4 separate regions of the Mus musculus genome follow, and all the other regions are linked to region 1. Evidence: chromatin contacts called from public promoter capture Hi-C data. All regions are on one chromosome and are shown on one strand. The core of a region is the stretch at or near the end of the contact, and the rest is flanking DNA. Distances in the headings are between cores, read along the strand shown. Region 1 holds the start of Cby1 (chibby family member 1, beta catenin antagonist). Region 2 holds the start of Eif3l (eukaryotic translation initiation factor 3, subunit L). Region 3 holds the start of Micall1 (microtubule associated monooxygenase, calponin and LIM domain containing -like 1). Region 4 holds the start of Mgat3 (mannoside acetylglucosaminyltransferase 3).

What was found. Promoter capture Hi-C pulls out the DNA fragments that hold promoters and counts their contacts.
Region 2: a promoter capture Hi-C map of liver shows a contact between it and region 1, with 4 times the contacts expected there. The contact joins the promoter of Eif3l here to the promoter of Cby1 in region 1. A contact is called at or near these places in 17 of 39 promoter capture datasets (the 3T3-L1 cell line, 3T3-L1-derived adipocytes, the C10 cell line and 11 more), 1 of 115 datasets of contacts at active chromatin or transcription factors (bone marrow-derived macrophages) and 1 of 9 other capture datasets (macrophages).
Region 3: a promoter capture Hi-C map of liver shows a contact between it and region 1, with 4 times the contacts expected there. The contact joins the promoter of Micall1 here to the promoter of Cby1 in region 1. A contact is called at or near these places in 14 of 39 promoter capture datasets (the 3T3-L1 cell line, 3T3-L1-derived adipocytes, the C10 cell line and 8 more), 1 of 484 Hi-C or Micro-C datasets (the G1E-ER4 cell line), 4 of 115 datasets of contacts at active chromatin or transcription factors (embryonic forebrain, embryonic hindbrain, embryonic stem cells and 1 more) and 2 of 9 other capture datasets (adipose tissue and liver).
Region 4: a contact with region 1 is called in a promoter capture Hi-C map of second pharyngeal arch cranial neural crest. The contact joins the promoter of Mgat3 here to the promoter of Cby1 in region 1. A contact is called at or near these places in 2 of 39 promoter capture datasets (cranial neural crest and second pharyngeal arch cranial neural crest) and 1 of 115 datasets of contacts at active chromatin or transcription factors (pancreatic cancer cells).

The regions. Positions count from the first base shown.
Region 1 is chr15:79,657,862-79,660,633 of GRCm38.p6, forward strand. It overlaps Cby1 (chibby family member 1, beta catenin antagonist), which reads left to right and starts at 1,366. Exons shown (of 5, transcript NM_028634.3): 1 at 1,366-1,432. Fam227a (family with sequence similarity 227, member A) reads right to left here and starts at 1,095. Exons shown (of 18, transcript NM_029407.1): 1 at 820-1,095.
Region 2 is chr15:79,073,790-79,076,561 of GRCm38.p6, forward strand. Eif3l (eukaryotic translation initiation factor 3, subunit L) reads left to right here and starts at 1,434. Exons shown (of 13, transcript NM_145139.2): 1 at 1,434-1,503; 2 at 1,982-2,030. The coding sequence starts at 1,471.
Region 3 is chr15:79,107,636-79,110,407 of GRCm38.p6, forward strand. It overlaps Micall1 (microtubule associated monooxygenase, calponin and LIM domain containing -like 1), which reads left to right and starts at 1,348. Exons shown (of 16, transcript NM_177461.1): 1 at 1,348-1,794. The coding sequence starts at 1,649.
Region 4 is chr15:80,172,378-80,175,149 of GRCm38.p6, forward strand. Mgat3 (mannoside acetylglucosaminyltransferase 3) reads left to right here and starts at 1,344. Exons shown (of 2, transcript NM_010795.4): 1 at 1,344-1,461.

The DNA.
Region 1 (2,772 bases), core at 116-2,615:
AATAAATAAATAAATCTTAAAAAAAAAAAAACAAACAAAGCAAAAGGGTAGGGGTTGAAGGCAGGCTGGGTGTGTGTCTGTAATTCCAGCACTGAGAGGCTGAGGCAGGAGGATGAGATAAGGAGTACCCAGGGAGACTTTATCTCAAAATACGAAAGGTGCTTCGGGGATAGCACCGGTAGAGGGCGCACAAGGTTTAATATCAAAAAGCTTCTAGAGCCTGGCGGTGGTGGCGGACGCCTTTAATCCCAGCACTTGGGAGGCAGGCGGATTTCTGAGTTTGAGGCCAGCCTGGTCAACAGACTGAGTTCCAGGACAGCCAGGGCTACACAGAGAAACCCTGTCTCGAAAAAAACAAACAAGCAAACAAACAAACATACAAACAAACAAACAAACAAAAAAACTTCTAGAATGATCGCAACTTTCAAATGTGTTCTGCTTTATGTTTCTGTAGCGGTTGCTACACTAGATATGGTTGATTTTGATGTGGAATTCTCTCTTCGAACGCTGTGTGGCAAAGGTGGAGGAAGACTGCTTGGAGCTGGGTCCTGTCCTTTATGGTGGGATGACCTCGTACACCCACTAGGCAGCCAAGAAACGCCTCCTGGATGGCCATTTCTTCATTTACCAAACCGAGCTACAATGTCCTTAGGACTTGAGGAATCCTGGAGCTGACTCTCCAGTTCTCTACCCCTTGTACACTGGGCAACCTTCCCTGGACCTCAGTTTCCCTTGCTTGTGGGAGTGTGGAGGAGGCAAGACTGGCAGGAGCCAGTTTGCTACTGGCAGGGAGTCGTCATATCTGTCCGTCTGTCTTACCTGAAAGCTTCGGCAGAAGCGTCAGGGCGGGTTCCGCCACCAGCCCCTCCAGTGACCGGACCAAGCTCCGGATGTCCGCCAGCATCCGCGGCCCAAGGGGCGCGGTTTGCTTTGTGGCCGGGGCGGGGGAGCTGCAGGTCGGTCCATTTTGCTACTGTGAGTCCAGCCTGGGTCACCACTTAACATTTTTAACACAACAAAGCAGCTTTCGGCCTGCTTTGTTGCCAAGGAAAACGATTACTATGACGACGGCGGCGCTGACCCGGGGACCAGACCAACGTATTTAGGGGGTCATGCCTCTCCCAGCCTATGCCACAAGGCATGTGTGTATCTCCAGAAGTCGTGCCCAAGGCATGTGTGTATCTCCAGAAGTCGTGCCCAAGGCTTTCTTCTATTCGTGAACCTTAGAGAGTCCGCAGGGGCTCCGCTGCTTCGCGGAGGCTCGTCTCGGAGCTGGCTCCCTCTGCATTCTCAGTGGTAGAAGCCAGAGAGGCTGCGCATGCGCACGATGGTTGCCCGGCGCCGGCCAATCGCGGTCGCGGCGGTTGACGCGGCCTGGGCAGATCCTTGCAGAAAGCTGCAGGCTAGCTCGGGATTCCGGCTTCGCAGACAGGTACCTCTGGGAGCGGCGGGCGGATATCCGTGCCAGTAGTGGTGGGTGGGATGCCCGGGTACCCCTGGAGAAGCGGGCAGGCTGGACCGTGGCATGCTCCGCGGGCACCTCTTGCGACGGAGACTCGGAGATGGTGTTTTGACCCCATCCTTTGAAGGTCTTCTCCTAACCCGTACAGAACTCTTTGGGTTTTGTGACCCGTGAGACTGGCTGGCTCTTAACTTTTTCGAGACACCTTTCCCTTTGAGAATCCAGTGAAAACCAAAGATGCTTCCTTCCTTTATTTTTTGTCAGAATGAAGAGAATGTATTTTATAGCCTGATGCAAACTAAAGCTTCGCACAGTAAGTGCATTTCCCTGTAAAGGGGGACAATTTGATCTACTTCTCAGGGTCATGGTGAGCATCAAATGTCCCAACAGTTTGTAAACATGAAAGCACTCTTAACCTACGAGCTGCAGGCTGTTATCATTCGTGATTATAAATAAGGGACGTCACTGGCCGGAGAAATGGATCAGAGTCTCAGAGAACTGGTTGCTGTTGCAGAGAACTGGGATTCGATTCCCAGCTCACAAACGCCAGTAACTCTAGTTGTAGAATCTGCAGACACAAGGCACGACCATGGTATCCCAGGCAAAACACTCAGACACATTAAAAACAACAGCAAACAAAGCCTTTGAGGCCCTTGGGGGATGATAAAACGTTGGACTCCCCAGAGGGTGAGCAACAGGGTTGGTTGGGAACCAAGTGCAAACCTTTAATTTTCTTGGCCCATAGTCTTCTATGAGAGAGCTTCCCTAAAGAACCCTAGGATACCTTGAACGGTGTGTGTATGTGTGTGTGTTTAAAAAAAAAAATCTGTGAAGGGGACTAGAGAAAAGGCTCAGTGAATGTGGGTACTTGCTGCTCAAGTGTGAGACCATGGATTCAAGTCCCCAACATCTCAGTTAAAAGCCTACCACAAGCCGGCGCGTGGTGGCACACGCCTTTAATCCCAGCACTCGGGAGGCAGAGGCAGGCGGATTTCTGAGTTCGAGGCCAGCCTGGTCTACAAAGTGAAGTTCCAGGACAGCCAGGGCTACACAGAGAAACCCTATCTCGAAAAACCAAAAAAAAAAAAAAAAAAAAAGCCTGCTACAAGCTCGGACCCCTGCAATGCTAACACTGTTGGTGGCGGAGACAGGATTGCTTGTGCTCGCTGGCCGCCAGTCTAGCTCCAGGTTCAGTGAGAGACCCCATCTAAAGGGAATGCAACAGGACACCTGACGTCCCCCCTCCAGACTCCGAATCTGCACACAAATATTAATAAAGTGGATACACACACACACACCTACCTGCACAT
Region 2 (2,772 bases), core at 184-2,683, 580 kb before region 1:
AGTACATCTATCCCCTAATGCTAGTGCTTAACCTATGGCAAAACATCTTGGGGTGTGGGTGTGGGGTGAGGGGTATGGGTGTGGTAGTACACACCTCTGATCCCAACACTCAGGAGGCAGAGGCAGGTGGATCTCTGAGTTTGAGGTCATCCTGGTCTACATAATAGACCCTAGGACACCCAGAATTACATAATAGAAAGATCCTGTCTAAAACCAAATGAGCAGGGAGGTAGCTATGCAAGCCTTTAATCCCAGTAAGCAGGGGGCAGAGGCAGGTGGATCTCTTGAGTTCAAGGGCAGTCTGGTCTACAGACTGAGTTCCAGGACAGCCAGGGGTACAGCTGGCTGATTTTTGAAAAATCAGCTGTAACTCCAGAGGATTGATGCCCTGTGTGCATAATTCACTCATACAGAGGAATAAATAATCTTAAAAGTAAGGTCTTTATTAAACCCTAATTCTTTCTTGCTTAAATAAACCAAAGCAACCAGACAGGCAAACAAAAGGAACGACTTTAAGGAGTCTAGGGCTTAAGGAGCCAGGGGGGAGAATGGCAGTTCTAAATAGGACGCTTTGAGTAGAGGGCGTTGATTAGCAACACTCGTCCAGCAAACTCCTGTCTTCAACAGAGAGCCAGGCAGTGATACCGGGGTCATTTGTACTAAAGTCTGGTCAGAGGTAAGCATGAGTGCCGAAGCCCAGAGTTGTGTACCTGGCTGTAATAAGCAGAGATTGTTGTGACCCGGAGACAAGGATGCAGGTGCCCAAAAGGTAAGGCAAATCAGCTGTTCAGGGATTGGTTCTCGCCTTCCACCATGTGGGTCTCCCACATCGAACTCAGGTCGTTAGGCTTGGTGTCAAGGGCCTTCACCAGTTTGGTCATCCTGAGTGTTCTCAGGTTGATTTTTTTTTTTTTTTTTTTTTTTTTTTTGGTGGTGGTGGTGTGGGGGAGAAATTTCTCGCTGCAGGCAAAACCGTTTACACCTAAATCTAAGGTCAGGAACGCTACATCTTAGCAGGTCACTTGTCATCGTCTCTGTACCGTTTTCTTCTGATTTCTCTTTATTTTTGTTGTTGTTGTTTTGGAGACCCCGCTTTATAATCAGATTGGCCTGGAAATAACTAACTTTGGTTATCCTCGAATTTGTTGCAGTCTCCTGCCTCCGCCATCCTTGAGATGGCAGATGTGAGTCAACAGGGTCTAGGCATTCTTCCCCTTTATCGCTTGCCCGCCCCTACTTCTGCGTGCACACCATACTCCACAATAATGTCCTTTGAAAAGCCCGTTTTGCAGGGAGGAAGGAACTCTGATAGTTTAGGAACTCCGTCCTTCCAATCAGAGCTACTTCGCTTCCCCGGCGACCCCGGAAAGGCTTTCGGGCAGGTTGGGCTGGGCGGGACTTCCGGTCCGGCCAAGCAGGCGCGGAGTTCTTCTTCCGCTCTCTCCCACGGGCTTCTGGAGCGCCGTAGCCATGTCTTACCCCGCTGATGACTACGAGTCTGAGGTAATGAAGCGGTGAGCGCGTGGCGGGGTCCGCGGTGGGCACCCGGTTCGGTGGGATCTGTCCCCGAGGTGAGGCGGCGTCCAGATCGGGCCGGAACAAGCGGACCTCGATCATTCCGGCCCTCCCGGCCCCGGGTCTCCTCCCCGGGTCCCTCCTCTGCCGGCCGTATGTCCCCGCGTGTAGTCGCAGTCAGTCGGAGGCGGGCTGAAGGGTGTTTAATGCTGAGTTCTTGGCTCTCATGGCGTCTGCTTCAGACGGGGCTATTACTGTGTTTTTCTTGTCTTGTTGCACCTGTAAGCGTGTTTTGTGCTTGCCCGGGGTCCCTTTTCTCTCACACATGTGAAGCCCTCCGAGGTAGCGACTGTCAGTCTTATCTGAGTAGTATGTTTTGCCTCCTGCTTGACATGGAGGCCCGAGGACGAGCATTTTTGGAGTCCCCATTTGGCGTGTCTCCCTAACTTTGTCTCTTTCCTTGCAGGCTGCTTATGATCCCTACGCCTACCCGGGCGACTATGATATGCACACAGGTGAGGCTCTCAGTTTGCCCGGCTGTCTCTTGCCTTCCAAGGATTGGCACTTTTTTCTTTGACCATCTCAGCGTTGACTCCCAACAGGGACCTGTTAAAAACTGCGTCCTAATGGAGTGGTGGAGTCGGCCATTAGGTCTGATTGGTAGGGTTGTGAAGAGTCTAATTAAACCAGGCCTTTTTTGTGGTCTACCTGCCCACGTCAGAAGAGGACCATCACTGACCCGGCTAGGTTTTTCTTACTTGGGGCAGATTTTATTTGTTATACTGGGGTGGAACCCAGAGCCCCATGCTTGTGGACGGTCTCTGAACCACACCCACAGCCCTCCTCCCTGAGCTGTCTGGCCAAGGTCAAAAAGCTTTGTGGCTTTGTTGTTTGGGTGCCGGAGATGAGATTAAACCACACACTCCAGCCCCAAAGAAGGAAATCTTGGTGTGAAAATCTTCCTTGATTCAAACCAAGTCTAAGTGAAATACTTTGGGGAGGCTTTTGAAGTTTACCGAAATGTTCTAGTCACTTTGAGATTAAGTAAGTACCAAGTGGCTTGCGATGCTCACAGCATGTATTTTATTGGCCCTTACAGTAGAGTAGTTTTACAAAGTAAGCATGTTAATGTGTCTTTAAAGGTGAAAGAAAATAGCGTACTATGCATCATTTGGTTAGAAAGTGAGTTTCCTTTCCTGTTTTTTAAAGATGGGGGTCTCGTTATGTAGCTCTGGCTATCCCGGAACTCACTATATA
Region 3 (2,772 bases), core at 98-2,597, 550 kb before region 1:
TTTTATATTGTAACCTCAGGATTCCTTCAAGCCATGTATGAACACTTGAGCCATTCTGCCCAGTTTTTTTTTTTGGGGGGGGGGCGGTTTCAAGACAGGGTTTCTCTGTGTAGCCCTGGCTGTCCTGGAACTCACTCTGTAGACCAGGTTGGCCTCGAACTCAGAAATCCACCTGCCTCTGCCTCCGAGTGCTGGGCTTACAGGCATGCACCACCAATGCCCAGCTTCTGCCCAGTTTTTAAGTTTTGAAACAAGTCTCTTGTAGCCCAGGCTGGCAAGCACCTCTCGGGCATAAACTACAAGGCTCTATCTTCATTTTCAAGATATGAAACTATAATTCAAGGTGACACAAGATCACGTTGCTGGGGAGGGAGGGAACCAGGATTTGAGCCTGGGTTAACAGAACTCCAAAATCCTGTTTCAGATGACTAAAACCCTGTTCATTCCCTCAGAAGGGAGCAGCAGACTCATTCCTACAAGCTACACATAGGTCAGAGTGATGTCACCATCTCTGCGGGGCTGATTCATCAGCCTGGGTTTATTTAGGAGGCGCCTCTGGGGGAGGGGTCTCCTGGTGGGGTCTTGAAGAAACTATCAAACCAGGCGTTGGAAGCAGAGGTTTTCCTCTGTGTCGGTTTCTAGGTCCTTTCAGCAAGAGCCCAGCCATTCTAAAAGTTGAAGAGACAGAGCCCCGGAAGGATCTATGATCCCCTAGTTTACACGGAGAGAGGGAACCAGAAAGGACCAACTTGGTTGTGGGGTCCCCAGCCTGTCATACTACATAGCTCTCTGGCCTGGTGGTAGTAAAGGTGTTTGGATCCCCTAGGCAGGCCGTGGGGGGAGGGGCGGGCGTTCGAAGTGTTGTAGCGCGGTGGGGTATGGAAGAAAGCTGGTGGCCATCTGGAGGTCTGGGATCTGTGGGGAAAGTGCCTCGACTTTCAGACCAGTCGTGGGTGTGGTTCAGAGAAGTCAGTGAGGAGAATCTGAAGGTTCCTAAGGGTGAGCTTGAGGCAGGCTAGCAGCAAAGCCAGAGTGTCCCACCTCTTGGGGTAGGAGGGCCTGGGGAGACTGCGGGGTGGCGTTGGGGAGGGGCTAGCCAGCGAGGAGTTGTCCCTTCTTCCAGGAGGGGCTCCCCAAGGGAAGGGTTGACTCGATCTGGAGGAGAGGGGCTATGTGGGGCGTCCGCCCTTCCGGGGAAGGGGCTCGACGGCGGGGGCGGGGCCGCAGGGTGGGGCCCCATCCTCCTCGCGCTCCCCCGCGACGCGGGCGGGCAGGGGCGGGGACGGAGGCGGTGGGCGCCCGCGGCCGGCCCACAATGAGGACAGCGGGCCGCGGTGAGTAAGCGGCGGCCGCCCGGGCCGGGCCACGCGGGGCGGAGGCTTCGCGGGCAGGTCGGGGCAGGCTGGCCGGGCGGGGTCGGGAGCCGAGTCCGCAGCCCTAGCCGCGCCAGAGCGGAGCGAAGACACCGAGGCCCCGCCCCGGCCGCCGGTGGCGCCCCGACCTCCGAGCCGCGCCGCAGACACAGCCGGAAACTGGCCCTGCCGGAGCGCAAGCGGCAGCCCAGTGCCACCTGACCCCGAGTCGGAGCCACACGAACCGGAGCCCAAGTCCGAGCCCCAGTCCGGGCCGTCTCCGAGCCGGGCCTGCCATGGCGGGGCCGCGGGGCGCTCTCCTGGCCTGGTGTCGCCGCCAGTGCGAGGGCTACCGCGGCGTGGACATCCGCGACCTGAGCAGCTCCTTCCGGGACGGCCTGGCTTTCTGCGCCATCCTGCACCGGCACCGGCCCGACCTGCTGTGAGTGCCCGGGGTGCGCGAGCGAGCACGCGGGGCTGGGGACCGCCGCTCCCCTCAATGACGCGGTGGCACGCGCCGCCCTGAGAGGTCCGGGACCTCACACCCGCCGCTTCTGAACGCGGAGCAGGGCCACCCGAGACCCCAAGACCGTGCACCCCCTCCCCCACCTCGGGCCACTGGTGTCAGGCTCTGACCTCTAAGAGGGAACTCTGACCCGTCCTTCGGGACGTCGTTACTCTAGGCTCCAGCAGAAATACTGAGCCTCGCTTCCTCCATTGGCGTCAGAGCATAGTAACCCCAAACTTGACTGTAGGAGATGAGAATATGCCACTCCCCCAGTTAGGCTTCCTTTAAGTTCGAGCTGGTCCCCGGGTGCTCTGGGAGGCTGACTTCTTTCTAATAGAAATTTACATCTTTGTAAGGGCACCTACCGGAAAGGGTCTTCAGAAAGAATGCGGCCCCAGATCACTTCCTACCTGGGAGAAGCTGCCGGGCTTCGGCTTTACTCACTTCCCCATCCTTCCCTCCCCTAGAAGACAAACCCCATTCCTTTCTATAGATAAGCGGCTATCATCCGGCACAGCAAGTCCCATATTTTGTGGGACTTCCGTGGGAATGTAGGTCATTAGTTTTAATTCTCTCTTCAGCTAGTTTGCCATTTACATTTAAGGCGCAAAGAACCTAGAGGGATGGAGGAGAAAGCTTTTGTAAGGCACTTTGGGCAGATACTCTGTAGGGCACTAACCCCGTTTCTGGCACAGGGTTCCTAGCTAAATGGCTGTCAGGTGACTGCGGGTACACTACTTCCCCAAACCACCTCGATAGGAATCTGTCTAGGTGTATGGTCCCGCGGCTCTGCTGGTTACAGTGGGGAACAAAGATGGAGCAGAAATTAGGAGCCAGGCAGGGGAGGTCTCTAGTGCAGCTGACAACTGCCAATCTGAAGCTTCCGGCTGGAATGTGGATCCCTCCTACCTG
Region 4 (2,772 bases), core at 94-2,593, 510 kb after region 1:
GTAAATACATTCAGACAAATTGATAACCTTGAGAGGGAGACAAGTTATAGAGGTGGTGTACTGGTTTTTAGGTCACAACAGAATGCCTCAAATCAAGAAAAAGTGTCAGGGCTGGAGAAATGGCTCAGTGGTTAAGAGCACCCTTCCAGAGAATCTGAGATCAAGTCCCAGCACCCATGTCAGGTGCTTCTGACTGCAATCCAGCAGGGCTCTGGGGATATTTAGATCATTTAGAGCCGGGTGTTGGTGGTGCACGCCTTTAATCCCAGCACTCAGGAGGCAGAGGCAGGCAGATCTCTGTGAGTTCAAGGCCAGCCTGGTCTACAGAGTTGAGTTCCAGGACAGCCAGGGCTACACAAGAGAATCCCTGTCTTGAAAAAACAAAATAAATAAATCTATCATAGGTGACCTGAGTGCTAGAGATGCCCATTATAAGCAGCATCCTGGGGGTGGGGGGTGGGGAAGAAGAATGGAGAAACCTCCAAGTCTGGGGTTGAATCCCAGATCCAGCACATTCTGTCACCCTCTGCGCCTCATGGGTGGCTTTGTGCATTGATGAAGAGGGTGGAGGCAGAAGGATGTACAGAGGCCAACACATCCGAGCAAGACACAAACTAGCACGGACACTGTGTCGACCCAGTACCCAGTGTTTTAGACGCTTTCCTGTACCAGGCCTCTGCATAGGGCTACAGTGATGTACACACCGGTCAGGACTTTGTCACACCACCACACAGGAGGCCTGTGCCCCCAGCCACAGTATGCCCACAATCACGCCACAGTACGGATCTATCTACACACCCCATGCACATAAGGGCCAATCTATCACACGCTGCAGAACACAGACACACAGATCCACTCACACGCAGAGCCCGACAAGCACTTTGGCCAGCTCCGCCTCACACAGCACACACACCCGCACAGGACGCCCGGGCAGTGGGCCGGCGCACGCACGGTCACAGGCAGGGCACGCGCACACTCGCGCGTCCGATTGCTGCGCACACACACACACACAGAAACACACACATACACACGAAAGAGGCGCGGGGCGGTGGCGGGAGCTCGCGGTCCAGGCGCCCCTGGCCCGGAGCGCGCAAAGCCCGGCTGGCGGGGGAGGGGACGCGGCCGCGCGGGGGCGGGGCGGGGGCCGGCGGGAGCGGGCACCTCCAGCGCAGCGCTCGGCCTCGCCGCCGCGCCCCCGCTACCGCCCCGGGGTGCAGTCAAGCGGCCGCGCCGGGCCCGCGGGACGGGGTGGAGGTGGGGTGGGGGGCGGGGATCGGGCCGGGCCCGGGCCGCGCTGCCTGCGATGCCGGGCGCCCGCCGCAGCCGCCGCCGCCGGAGCCCGGGATGGGGCGAGGAGAGGCTGCGGCGGACGCCAGCATCTCCCCGCCGGGGACCCCGGGGGCCCCGGAGCCGCCGCCGCCGCTGCTTCTACCGCCGCTGCTGAGACCCAGCGGACGATGGGTGAGTTGACCCTGGAGCCGGGGACCCGCGCCGCAGCCCTGCATCTTCCCCGCACCCCAGGCCTCGCCTCCGCGTCCTCCCCACTCCCGTCTCCCCCCGTGGTGGTCCCGCAGCCCCGGGGGCGGGGGCATGGGGCCGAGTAGGGGCGAGATGTGGGGGACTGCTTAACCGGCGCCCCCTGCCCCCACCCGCCTGCTCTCCGCAGCTCTCCGTGGCCGCGGGGCAGAGCCTGGCGCGGCGACCCCCTCCCTTGGCTGGACCGGGGTGGGGTGGGGGCGTCCCGAGGCGCGGAGCTCCAGCCATGCTTTGTGCGCTGCGCTCCCTTCCACCTCCGGCGCAGCTCGGGGCTGGGGGCGCGAGGCCTCAGCTCTTGCCTTCCCCACCCCCGATCCCGGGCTGCTGCGGCTGCTGGCCGAGGCCCAGGCGCGGTTGGGGTGCTGGGCGAGTGTGGGGGCTGTGGCTGGAGCTGTAACTACAGCTGCCTTAGTGGGGAGCAGGGAAAAGCTTAGCATGAGAGGCCCCCACCTTCTACTGGGGAGGGGTCTCCCTCTCTTTGCACTGCACTGCCCAGGGCGGAGGAGGGCTCCTGGCTGGGGGAGGGCGCTATAAATATCTACAAATAGTTCTAGAACCGGGCTGGGGTGGGGAGGGGAGCTTGCTTGGTTGTGCTAGTGGCGGGGGTGCCTGAGCTGGGGCGCAGCATCTCTGACTGCTGCGCCCCAGTCATCTCCGATGGCCTGAGGTCTGATGATGTTCCCTCGCCTGCGGAACTCAGAAGGGGGATGTAGGCAGGAACATTTTCCCTACTGGGATTTTTCTGTGGTCCTCCATCATCTCTGGGACACGGGTGCAGAAATGCCTTCATGGGGGATTGACCTGGAGGGACACAGTTATTAAAGGTCCAGGCAATGAGCCAACCGTGAGGATGACAGGGAGAGCAAGACAAGGCTCTCTCCTTCTGGGAGCTGGCAACTCCAGGATTATTAGTGCTGCCCAACGCTAAGGAGATAGGCAGGGTTTCTGGGAAAGTTAGAAAGAGGGGCTCTTTGCTCTAGGGAGGAAGAACCTACTGGAAGACGGAAAAGTTCCCAGGGCTGAAGAAATAGTAAGAGAAAGGACCGAGAGATGTGCTCTCTGGTGTGTTGAGAGATGGTGTGTAGCATGGTGGGACACTGAACCACGAGGAGAAATGAGCTGAAGAGTGGGTATCCATGTGTGGCCAGCTGTGGTTGTATAGTGATTAGTACTGTATGTTATGGTTGCAACAACCATGGTTCGAATCTGAGTCCCAACACCAGTGATAGGACAAAT